Regions from separate parts of the Mus musculus genome. Here region 2 is linked to region 1. A link is a contact called in public Hi-C data. All regions are on one chromosome and are shown on one strand. The core of a region is the stretch at or near the end of the contact, and the rest is flanking DNA. Distances in the headings are between cores, read along the strand shown. Region 1 overlaps Pcm1 (pericentriolar material 1). Region 2 overlaps Asah1 (N-acylsphingosine amidohydrolase 1).

What was found. Hi-C and Micro-C count contacts between places; a contact is called where the count stands out from the background.
Region 2: a Hi-C map of stem cell-derived germline stem cell-like cells shows a contact between it and region 1, with 2.3 times the contacts expected there. The contact joins two enhancer-like sites. A contact is called at or near these places in 2 of 39 promoter capture datasets (the C10 cell line and hippocampal neurons), 46 of 484 Hi-C or Micro-C datasets (the AML12 cell line, CD8 T cells, DN2 thymocytes and 36 more), 6 of 115 datasets of contacts at active chromatin or transcription factors (astrocytes, cardiomyocytes, embryonic stem cells and 1 more) and 4 of 9 other capture datasets (adipose tissue, embryonic stem cells, liver and 1 more).

Annotation. Positions count from the first base shown.
Region 1 is chr8:41,278,272-41,283,366 of GRCm38.p6, reverse strand. Pcm1 (pericentriolar material 1) reads right to left here. Exons shown (of 38, transcript NM_023662.3): 13 at 3,474-3,616; 14 at 3,216-3,345; 15 at 647-787. Among named protein-coding and RNA genes, the nearest start is that of Pcm1, 41 kb to the right of the region's middle. Within about 2 kb of position 2,551, at least 3 of the 459 cell types and tissues checked have an H3K27ac peak or open chromatin away from gene starts, as enhancers often do. A contact at or near this core is called in stem cell-derived germline stem cell-like cells, where this site is marked.
Region 2 is chr8:41,347,531-41,352,195 of GRCm38.p6, reverse strand. It overlaps Asah1 (N-acylsphingosine amidohydrolase 1), which reads left to right. Exons shown (of 14, transcript NM_019734.3): 5 at 224-302; 6 at 2,572-2,646; 7 at 4,063-4,108. Among named protein-coding and RNA genes, the nearest start is that of Asah1, 25 kb to the left of the region's middle. Within about 2 kb of position 2,960, at least 56 of the 459 cell types and tissues checked have an H3K27ac peak or open chromatin away from gene starts, as enhancers often do. A contact at or near this core is called in stem cell-derived germline stem cell-like cells, where this site is marked.

The DNA.
Region 1 (5,095 bases), core at 1,302-3,801:
CAAAGGATCAGAGTTCAGTTCCCAGCACCCACATCAGGTGACCCACAACTGCCTGCTGGCTCCCAGGGATATCTGACACTTCTGGCCTCCATGGGCACCTACACTCATTGTGTACATGCCTCTACCACACACAACGCACATAATTAAAAATACTAAAGTTAAAATCTTTTAAGATGTTCATGGGTCAAATGGTATTTTAGGGATACAAAAAAAAAAGCAGTTATTAACTGTTCATGAAAACAAGAAGCACTAAATATACTTCATAAACTATTTAATAAATGCTATGGTATTATGCAAATCAAGTAAAAATGAAATATCAAAGAATAGGCCATTCTAAATTAAATAATTAATGTTTTCTATACCTGTTCTATATTTGCTAATAAGGAATATGACTATTTTGAAACAATATAACTTCAAGAGGGGTAGGTTTATTCCCCAACTTAAAAAACAAAAAAAAAAAAACAAAACAACAACAAAAAAGACAGAAAATAATTCACATATATTACCTATCCAGTAGGTAAAAGGGCCCACAGCAATCCCTCCCCATAAAAACAAACAAACAAACAAAACAACAACAACAACAACAACTTTACAGCCTCAGGAATTAGGAACCAATTCAGGAACAACACAGTAGACTATCTCATACCTCATTATCCACCACTGAAGAATCTTCAGGATCAATAACACACTTGCTTGTACTGCTGTCATTTTCATTAACAGTTGGAGTTGAAGTAATAGCTGGTAGATATTTTTTTGTGGGACCACTACTTATACTAGTGGCTGAGAGCTAAAAAACAAAATATTGTGTATGTATATAAATGTTTATATATATGTATATGTATTCATATACACACATACATATACACTTATACAAGTACACACATATATAAACAAATACTATTTATATATTATGACAAATATTACTATAAGGCACTAATACAATTGAACTTATTTCATAAAGTAGTTATTTTACTTCTTTAGAGCGCTAGTGCCATAATCTGCTATTATGCAACTAAAAAAGGCACCATGATCCAAAGATAACAGAAGAAAACAAACATGATAACATGCTAAAGGTGATGAGAATTAACAATTGGAACAGTAAAAACATATAAATCAAATATTAGGGGAAGGGGGAGTTTACACTCAACCCAACCTTGGCACATACTTCTTTGGACATTATTTATATTGAGGATAAAGGACAAAAGAATTAGAAAAAAAGTGGGAAAAGTACAAACTTAGAAACAGTTGTGCCTGAAACATAATTTGCTATTTTTCTCTTTCTTCCTTAAACAAGTTTAACTACACAGTAAAGTTAACCAGACTGGGTGGGTAAAGTTCTTGCTTTGCAAGCTTTGAAGGCCTGCATTCAGATCCCCGGGACTCACATAGGAATCCAGGCATAGCCACAAGGGCCTATAATCTGTTCTGAGACAGAAACAAGAGGATACCAGGGACTCATTGGTCATGCACTGAATCACTAAGCTCCCAGTTCAGTAAGAGAGACTCTGTTTAAAAAGTATGATTGAAGTGTGGCAGAAGATGACACCTGACATCAACCTCTGGTCTCCACATAGGCTTGTGTGTATCTAGACAAATGTGCACACACACATACATACAAATGAATAAAGCTACACATAATATACTTTAGGAAGATCTCAAAAAAGAGTATACTATATATCATCCTTACATCTAATATAATTGTCTTATTCTCTATCAGAAAAACTTAACAGTACATATACTAAACAAAATCATGTAAGTTAAACTTAAAGCTCTATATAATTATTTTCTTTAAATAACTCATAGAGGAGAGGATCTGGGTGAGAGAGGGGATGTGGAGGGGGATGGGGAAGAAGATCAAGTGTGGAGAGAAAGTAGGCTGGAGAGGGAGGGCTGTGAGTGAGAACCAAAATCAGTGGGGTGTCTCTACTGAATAGCTGGAGACCTGGGGCTGGGAATCGGGGGTGGGGGGAGCTACAGGGATGACCCTAGCTGAGACTCCCACCAGAGGATATGGAGACTGAAGTGGCCACCTCCTGTATCCAGGCTAGACTTCCAATGGAGGGGGGGAGGCATCAACCCACTCACAAAACCTTCAACCTCAAATTTGTCCTGCTTACAAGATGTGTAGGGATAAAGATGGAGCAGAGATTAAGGGAATGGTCAACCAATGACTGGCCCAACACGAGACCCGTCCCATGTAAGAAAGCAAACCCCTGACACTATTATGATACTCAGCTATTTTTGAAGACAGGAGCCTAGTATAACTGACTCCAGAGAGGCTTCATCCAGCAGCGGATAGAAACAGATGCAGAGACCACAGCCAAACATCAGGTGGAGCTTTGGGGAGTCTTGTGGAAGAATTTGGGACAGAATGAGTGAGCCAGAGGGGTCAAGGACACCACAAGAAGACCTACAGAGTCAACTCTAATCTGGGCCCATGGGGGCTCACAGTGACTGAACCACCAACCAAGAACATGCAGGGGTTCAACCTAAGTCCCCTACATGTTAGTAGCAGATGTGCAGCTTGGTCCCCTAACAACATGTGGGTCTCCTAACAACTGAAACAGAGGCTGGCTCTGGCTCTGTTACCTGCGACTGGATTCCCCTAGGCTGGTCTGCCTGGTTGGGCCTCAGTGGGAAAGATTGTGATTAATCCTGCTGCAACTGAATGTCACAGAGTAGGGTGGTACCCAAGGGGAGCTGTTCTCTAGGGAGAAGGGGAGAAGGTAATGGGGGGAGGGACTTGTAAGGGTGGAACTGGGAGGAGAGGGGCTGTGATCAGAATGTAAAGTGAATAAGTAACTAATGGAATAAAATAACTCATGATGGTTTAAAAATTTTACTGTGTAATCTTAGGTCAGTAAAAATGGAATGTTGATCTGTATCTGATAAATGTAAGCAAGAATATCTTAAGGTGATAATAGTTTTGAGTTTCTATATCATGAATAAATGAGTAACTAGCCCAATACAAAAAACAGAAGTAACCATTTAATTCCCATGAACTATTTTTTCAAAGTAAAAAAAAAAAAAAAAAAAAAAACAACAACAACAAAAATAACCCAAATCTATTTCATTATTATTTCACTCAGTTCAGTAATCAGAAAATTGGCAAATATAATCTGCCATCTAATGACCAGTAAAGCCAGACTAGTTCAAAATGACATTAGTTTTTAAACATTTTCAAACACACTGAAAAAAATAAATTTTATAATTACCTGAAGGTCAGGGCATGCCTTTTGCACTGCTTGAATTTTCTCTTGAATTTCAATCAATTTCTTTCTTTCCTCCTGCAATTGTTTAAGCTCTCTCTGTTGCTGCTGTAGTTTAGCCTCATAAAATTTCTCTCTATAATTAAATTGACATATTTATGGACTTCACTAAAATAAGGATACTAAGCAAAATATAACACAGTAAGCACCTATCTAAATAACTTGCTCTTTAGTTTTTATTATGAAAGTTAAAGTTTATCATACCTTGTTTTTTCATTTACTCCAGTATCTATTTTATTAGAATTTTCTCTTGCATTATTGGAATTTTGTTTGATATCTTCTTCTGCTGCATAGAAATCATCCAAATTTGATGCAGCAGGGACAACCACTTGAGTTGCATCATCATCCTGAAACAGCAAAATAATATAAAACTATCTGGAAATCCAAAGATATTATCCAATTTACACTTTATATAATTCAGTAGGCTAAAATTTGACATATATGTCAATTGATATAAATATTTGATATAAATAGTTTCTACAGAAAACCAAAGTATATCCTCTACCAATGATAAGAAATTTAACTGTTAAAACTAAAATAAGTCGGTTACAATTTTTGTCGTGCTAGAGAATGAATGTAGGTCTAGGGTGTTCTATGATATACTGACATCCTTAGCCCCGCCACATAAAGTCTGAGCTGTCAATACTTAGTGCTATGGTTGGGATAAGGCTTGCATGCATTCCCCAAAGGTTCACATGTTATTTTTAACCCCCACTGTGAAATATTAGGAGGGTGAAAATTTAATCCTGGTATGATGTTTTGACATGAGGCCTTTTAGAGTTACCCGATTAACTAAATTCATAAAGGTGGAGCGCCCATAGCTAAATACTCATGGCTTTACAAGAAGAGGAAGGGCACAGAAAAGACTACAGGGGCAAGGAAGGGGGAGAGCGCCCTGGAAAACAGGACAGATTCATGCATGTTCATACCCCATCCTTTGCCACATACATGTCTTGCACAGCCTTCTTACATTTAACCAGAATGTAGACCCTTAAAACCTCCAAAACTGTGAACTGAATAAGCCTAATTTTTTTATAAAGGGACACAACCTCAGGTATTTCATTAGTGTTATGAATTAAAATACATTTAATAAAAATTGACCTGCTTTTTTTGGGGTGGAGGGGGGGAATTCAGGATAGCAAGATTTATATAGCTTGGCTGTCCTGGACCTATCTCTGTAGACCAGGCTGGACTACAAACTCACAGAGCTCCGCCTGCCTTTGCCTCCCGAATGCTGGAATTAAAGGAGTTTGCCAATATTGCCCAGCAACTTGCCATTTCTTTTTTTGTTGAAATAATGAGCTATCAAAGAATAGCATTGTGTCAAATATGCAGAAACTAAAAAATTATCATGGAGCAAGAAACTTGATATTAAATCTTAAGATGCATCTATTATAGTATTTCAAATAATCCATGCCTACTATCTGTTTAAAAATGTCCCTCATTTCCTCATTTTTGTCTTTAATTTTCCAAACAAGTATGAATATTTATGATATAAAAGATAGTAAGATGAACAAGGTAGCTCATTTCCATACTCCTAAATACTCAAGAGGCTAGCAAAGCAAGAGAATCTCTATTAGTTAAAGACCCGCTGGGATTACAGACAGTGACTTCCTAGTCAGTAGGAGATACAGGATCAGACTTTCTTTCTGAAGGGTTAGGAGTTGGCTTGTATTTAAAAACAGAAAGGGAGGGAGGGAGGGAGAGAGGGAGGGAGGGAGGGAGGGCGGGCCCATCAAAAGCCTGTCCTGATTAAGTAGAGAAACAATGTTTATCTTGCTGTCAGTACATTTGCTTCTGTTGTTAAACTAATGTAATAATTAGTA
Region 2 (4,665 bases), core at 1,711-4,210, 68 kb before region 1:
CAGTCCCCTTCTGTCTGGGGACTGGGCCAAAGATCAGGAGGGAAACAAAAAATCTAAGAATCACAGGTTTTGTAGGAGTCCAACACCAAACATTATATAGACTCTTTTAGAAATACATGACATAATGATTTAAAAATAACTTATGCTAAAAGAGTTCTAATCAGAGAGCCAGATTGCAAAGCATATGTTTAAGTTCAGTGTTCATTGGTTTCTTTCTTTTTAGCCTGGTATGATTGGCAGCCTTCCTGACCCTTTTGGAGAGGAAATGAGGGGAATTGCAGATGTTACTGGGATTCCTCTAGGTAACGTACACCTTGCAATGCTTAAAGCATTTAATAAAACCCTGTGACATAATTGCGTTGAAGTCGGATGCAAATGCAGTACATATAATGAAATGCACAAACCCTAATTATAAGCAGCTCATCGGAGGTTTACCCAGGTTCCATGCTTGCACATTTCATCATAGAAGGTGAAGCACACTCCAGTCCTCCAGAATGCTTCATCTGCCCCTTCACAGACACTGTGTCCTCCACAGGTTACCCTGGTCTGCCTTCACCACGCTAAGAACAAGGCTGAGCATGGCTGCAGGGCTCTCTTCACCATGGCGGTCCAGGCTCTTGACGAGATGGTTGCTCTTCGGACTTTGATCACTAATAGTGGGGCTGTTGTTGATGTGCGCGAGTGCATTCCTGTGCGTGTTTCTCTAATGGAGACACACAGTGATTTCTCTTGAACTGAACTTTTGAGTCACAGGGTAGCTAGTGAGGTACTCAGCCTTGTAAATCCCCCAAGGCAGTTTGCTAACATGAGCAGAATTATTGGCAGCACAGCATGAGAAATTAAACGTTCTCACATGGACACTACGTTCTCCTGATGAGTTACTGACTTTCTGTCAGTTTGACTTTTTTTATTTTCCTCAATTTTGGGGAAGGGCAAAACACTAGTCAAGTTTTCTTCCTCTCTTCCCTCCATGTGTCACAGTGGTATCTCTGACCTAGTCAGGTGGTTCTGCCTGCGAACTCTCTTCTGGGCTGTTACCTTTGTGTGTGTGGGTCCCGTGTGAGCTCAGGAACTGAGGCAGCTTTACCCCGTCACCTTCGGCCTCCTGCTGGCCATGCTGGCCTGCTTTACTCCTATGTGCCTCAGGGTCGGCCTGCCCCTGACCATCAGTGTTCTGAATGAAATTAGAATATCGTGAATATAGTTTAATGTCAACCTTTGCTTAAGTATTGATTTCTCAAAGACATTATTTCTTTTTAATTTTGGGAGAAAAGATCTTATATATAATTCATTATTCTTAGGTAGTGATATTTGGGGGCTATTAATTTCTATTTTCTTGGTTCCACCTTCCTTTTTAAGTCACTGCTGTGTAGCCCGGCTGGCCTCAGCTTCAGGCCCTGCTCCTGCTTCAGGGGTACTGGGGTTCTGGGCATGCACAGCCTCGCCCAGCTCTCAAAAGTTTGTACTTTCAGTTTTTCAGTTTAAGTCATTTATTGGCAAAGGTTTTGCTCACTCACCTAAAAGCAACCAAAGCGATTGAGTCGGCGTTTTCTGACACCCGCAGTGCTTTCACGAGAGAACTGATGGACATTTTCTGTTGTTTCTCAACAGAGCTGGCTAGTGCTTTTGTTTGTTTGTTTTGCTGCACTAAACAGTGTGTTTCAAGGGGCAGCAAGCTGGATCAGCAAGTACAGGGGCGTGTTGATTAGGCCTTACAACCCGAGTTCTAGATTCCTGGGATCTACAGTTTTCTTCTCACCACCACATGTACGCCATGCCAAACCTTTTTTTTTTTTTTTTTTTTTTGAGACAGGGTTTCTCTGTGTAGCCCTGGCTGTCCTGGAACTCACTCTGTGGACCAGGCTGGCCTCGAACTCAGAAATCAGCTTGCCTCTGCCTCCCAAGTGCTGGGATTACAGGCGTGCGCCACCTCTGCCCAGCTACACCATGCCAAACTTACACACACAAACACATGTATGTGCACACGTGAATAAATGCACATTTAAATAAACACAAAAATATTACAACGTCTGGGTCATGGTGGCACACACCATTAATCCCAGTACTTGGGAGGCAGAGGAAGCCGATCTCTGAGTTTGAGCTAGCCTGGTTTACAGAGTGAGTGAGTTCCAGGGCAGCCAGGGCTACACAGAGAAACCCTGTCTCAAAACAAAACAAACACAAACAAACAAACAAACAAAAAACCAAAAGCAACAACAGCAAAATCTAACTGAAAAACAATTTTAAAAAATAAAATACTGGAAATATATACTTGTCATCTACATGAGAAGAAAGTCTTATATAAAGAGTTATCACAAGTAATTACCAAATATAAATAACTCTAGAGAAAAATAGATTAATAGTTCATGATAATACTGAGATTCATCAAAACATAAATAAACTGAGAATAAGCTAGGCTGAGGTCAAAATGCAGGCTAAGCACAGAATGTTAGCATTTAACAAGACAGAAGCATGCCGCACACCTTCAGATTCAAAGGTGAATGGCGTTTTCCTTTAATGTCATGGTTGTTAACATCAGCAAAACCTTTCCCTGGTTTTTCTCCCCCACAGGAGAGATTATTTCATTCAACATTTTCTATGAATTGTTTACCATGTGTACATCAATCATAACTGAAGATGAGAAAGGTAATCTGCAGAGAACATCATACAATGTACTTTTTAGAATAAGTTAGAACATGTGCTAAGTAGGCTTGCTATTTCAATTGTGTGTCTGTTATATATCATTTAGTATATCCTGGTAAATTCTTATAAGTGCATTGAAAATTAGTCTTATTTTAAGATTACTATAATGCTTATTAAACTTTAAATGAGACGTGGAAAATGTGGAAGAAGTGTTCTAGACCAGAAGCATTCTTTGTAAAAGAGATCATGTTAAGTGTCTGAGTGTTTGCTTTAATGTGTTGACTGTGTACCATGCGCATGTCTGGCACTCCAGGAGGCTGCAGAGGGCATCTGATCCCTCCCAACTGCAGCTACAGACACTTACAAACTGCCAAGTGCCTGCTGGGAACTAAACCTGTGCTGTCACTAAGAGCAGCACGTGCCCTTAACCACCGAGGCATGCCTCCAGCCCCTCAGAAACTTTTGTGTTTTCTGCATATCTGCATAGTCCCTTTATCCCCACCTGTATAACTGAGTAGAAGGAAGTGTTCACCAGGGGCCTCTGCTACCCGCGCTGAGGCAGTGTCTTGGTCACTATTCAATCTGTGAAAAGACCATGGCCAAGATAGCTCTTATGAAATAAATATTTAATTGGGACTTGTTTCTGCTTTCAGAGGCTTAGTCCATTATCATCATCATGCTTAGCAGCAGGCAGGAAGCCATGGTGCTGGAGAAACAAACCCCTGAGAGCCTCACTGATCTCTAGGCCGAAGGGAGGGGGGAGAACAGGAACCTGGCCTTGGTGCGGGCTTTTTGAAAACTCAAAGCCCATCCCCAATGACACACTTCCGCCAACAAGGCCACACCTAATACTTCTCAAATAGTGCCACTCCCTGATGACTAAGCATCCAAATACTTGGGCCTGTGGAGGCCATTCTCATCCAAGCCACCTCAGGCAGTGACAGAGGTTTTTCTGGAGTCCCAGAACAAACACTCTCATAGTTTCTTAGTCAGCAAGCACTGTGTGTGAGAGCTTCACTTTCCTAGATTTTCCTGGCTGGACACCAAGACACATGACCCTGGCTATTGACTTACACCTAAGACTTGAGATGTCCATTTGTAGGTGGCAATCAAGGAACTGGGTAAGTCGTATTATGAGGTTATGTCCTGGCAGAATTGCTTTGCAGTTGTTCAAGGAATAACCATTGATTTGTTTCCATATCTGAGTCAGATTTTAGATACTGTGATATCTAACGTGTGCTTGTAACACCAGTTTGAACTTGTTAAGGCTTTTTCCTGGCAGCCAGGGTTCTTAATTATTATACATTGCTTGGTAAAACAGTTTTGAATGTGAATATTCACAGCTGCCTATGTCCATGTATTAAGAATCCATTGTATTTTAACTGTGGATTCATGTCTCTCTCACTTTCTTCTTAAAAGGTCATTTACTACATGGGAGAAACATGGATTTTGGAATATTTCTTGGGTAAGTAAGCAACTTGACCTACTTTTACTACCTTAGAAGAGTAGATGATAGAATTACCTTGATGAAAAGTAAACGCCCCTCATGCGCAGAGGAGAGCCGTGGGTGAGGATGACGGGATTCCTTAGTGTTAGAAAGGCAGGCACCTGGGGCGTCTCAGTCACTTAGGAGGCGTATCGCAAGAGTTGCACGCAGTGGACAGGAATTTGGACCATGCTTGAGGGCGCAGATCCTTATTTTCATTTATTGCTGAAGTCTGCCATCTCGGCCTTTATGAAAACATGATGGCTTTCTAATAGAGATCGTCATCTGAATCTAGGTCTCGCTGTTGATGTGACCAGAATTAGTCAGCTTTTCTGAGCATCAAGTTTTAGCCCCTGGAAAAAGGATGAAGCCACCCTGTTTTTGGATGAAGAAATGTTTATTCTGGCTTACAGTTCATAGGTTTCAGTCCATGGTCAGCTGGCTCTTCTGTTTCTAAGGCTAATAAGGCCTCAGAGCATCGTGTTGGTTGGAGCAGGTATCAGAGGAGGCTGTTTACCTCGTCGAGAGAGGAGTGC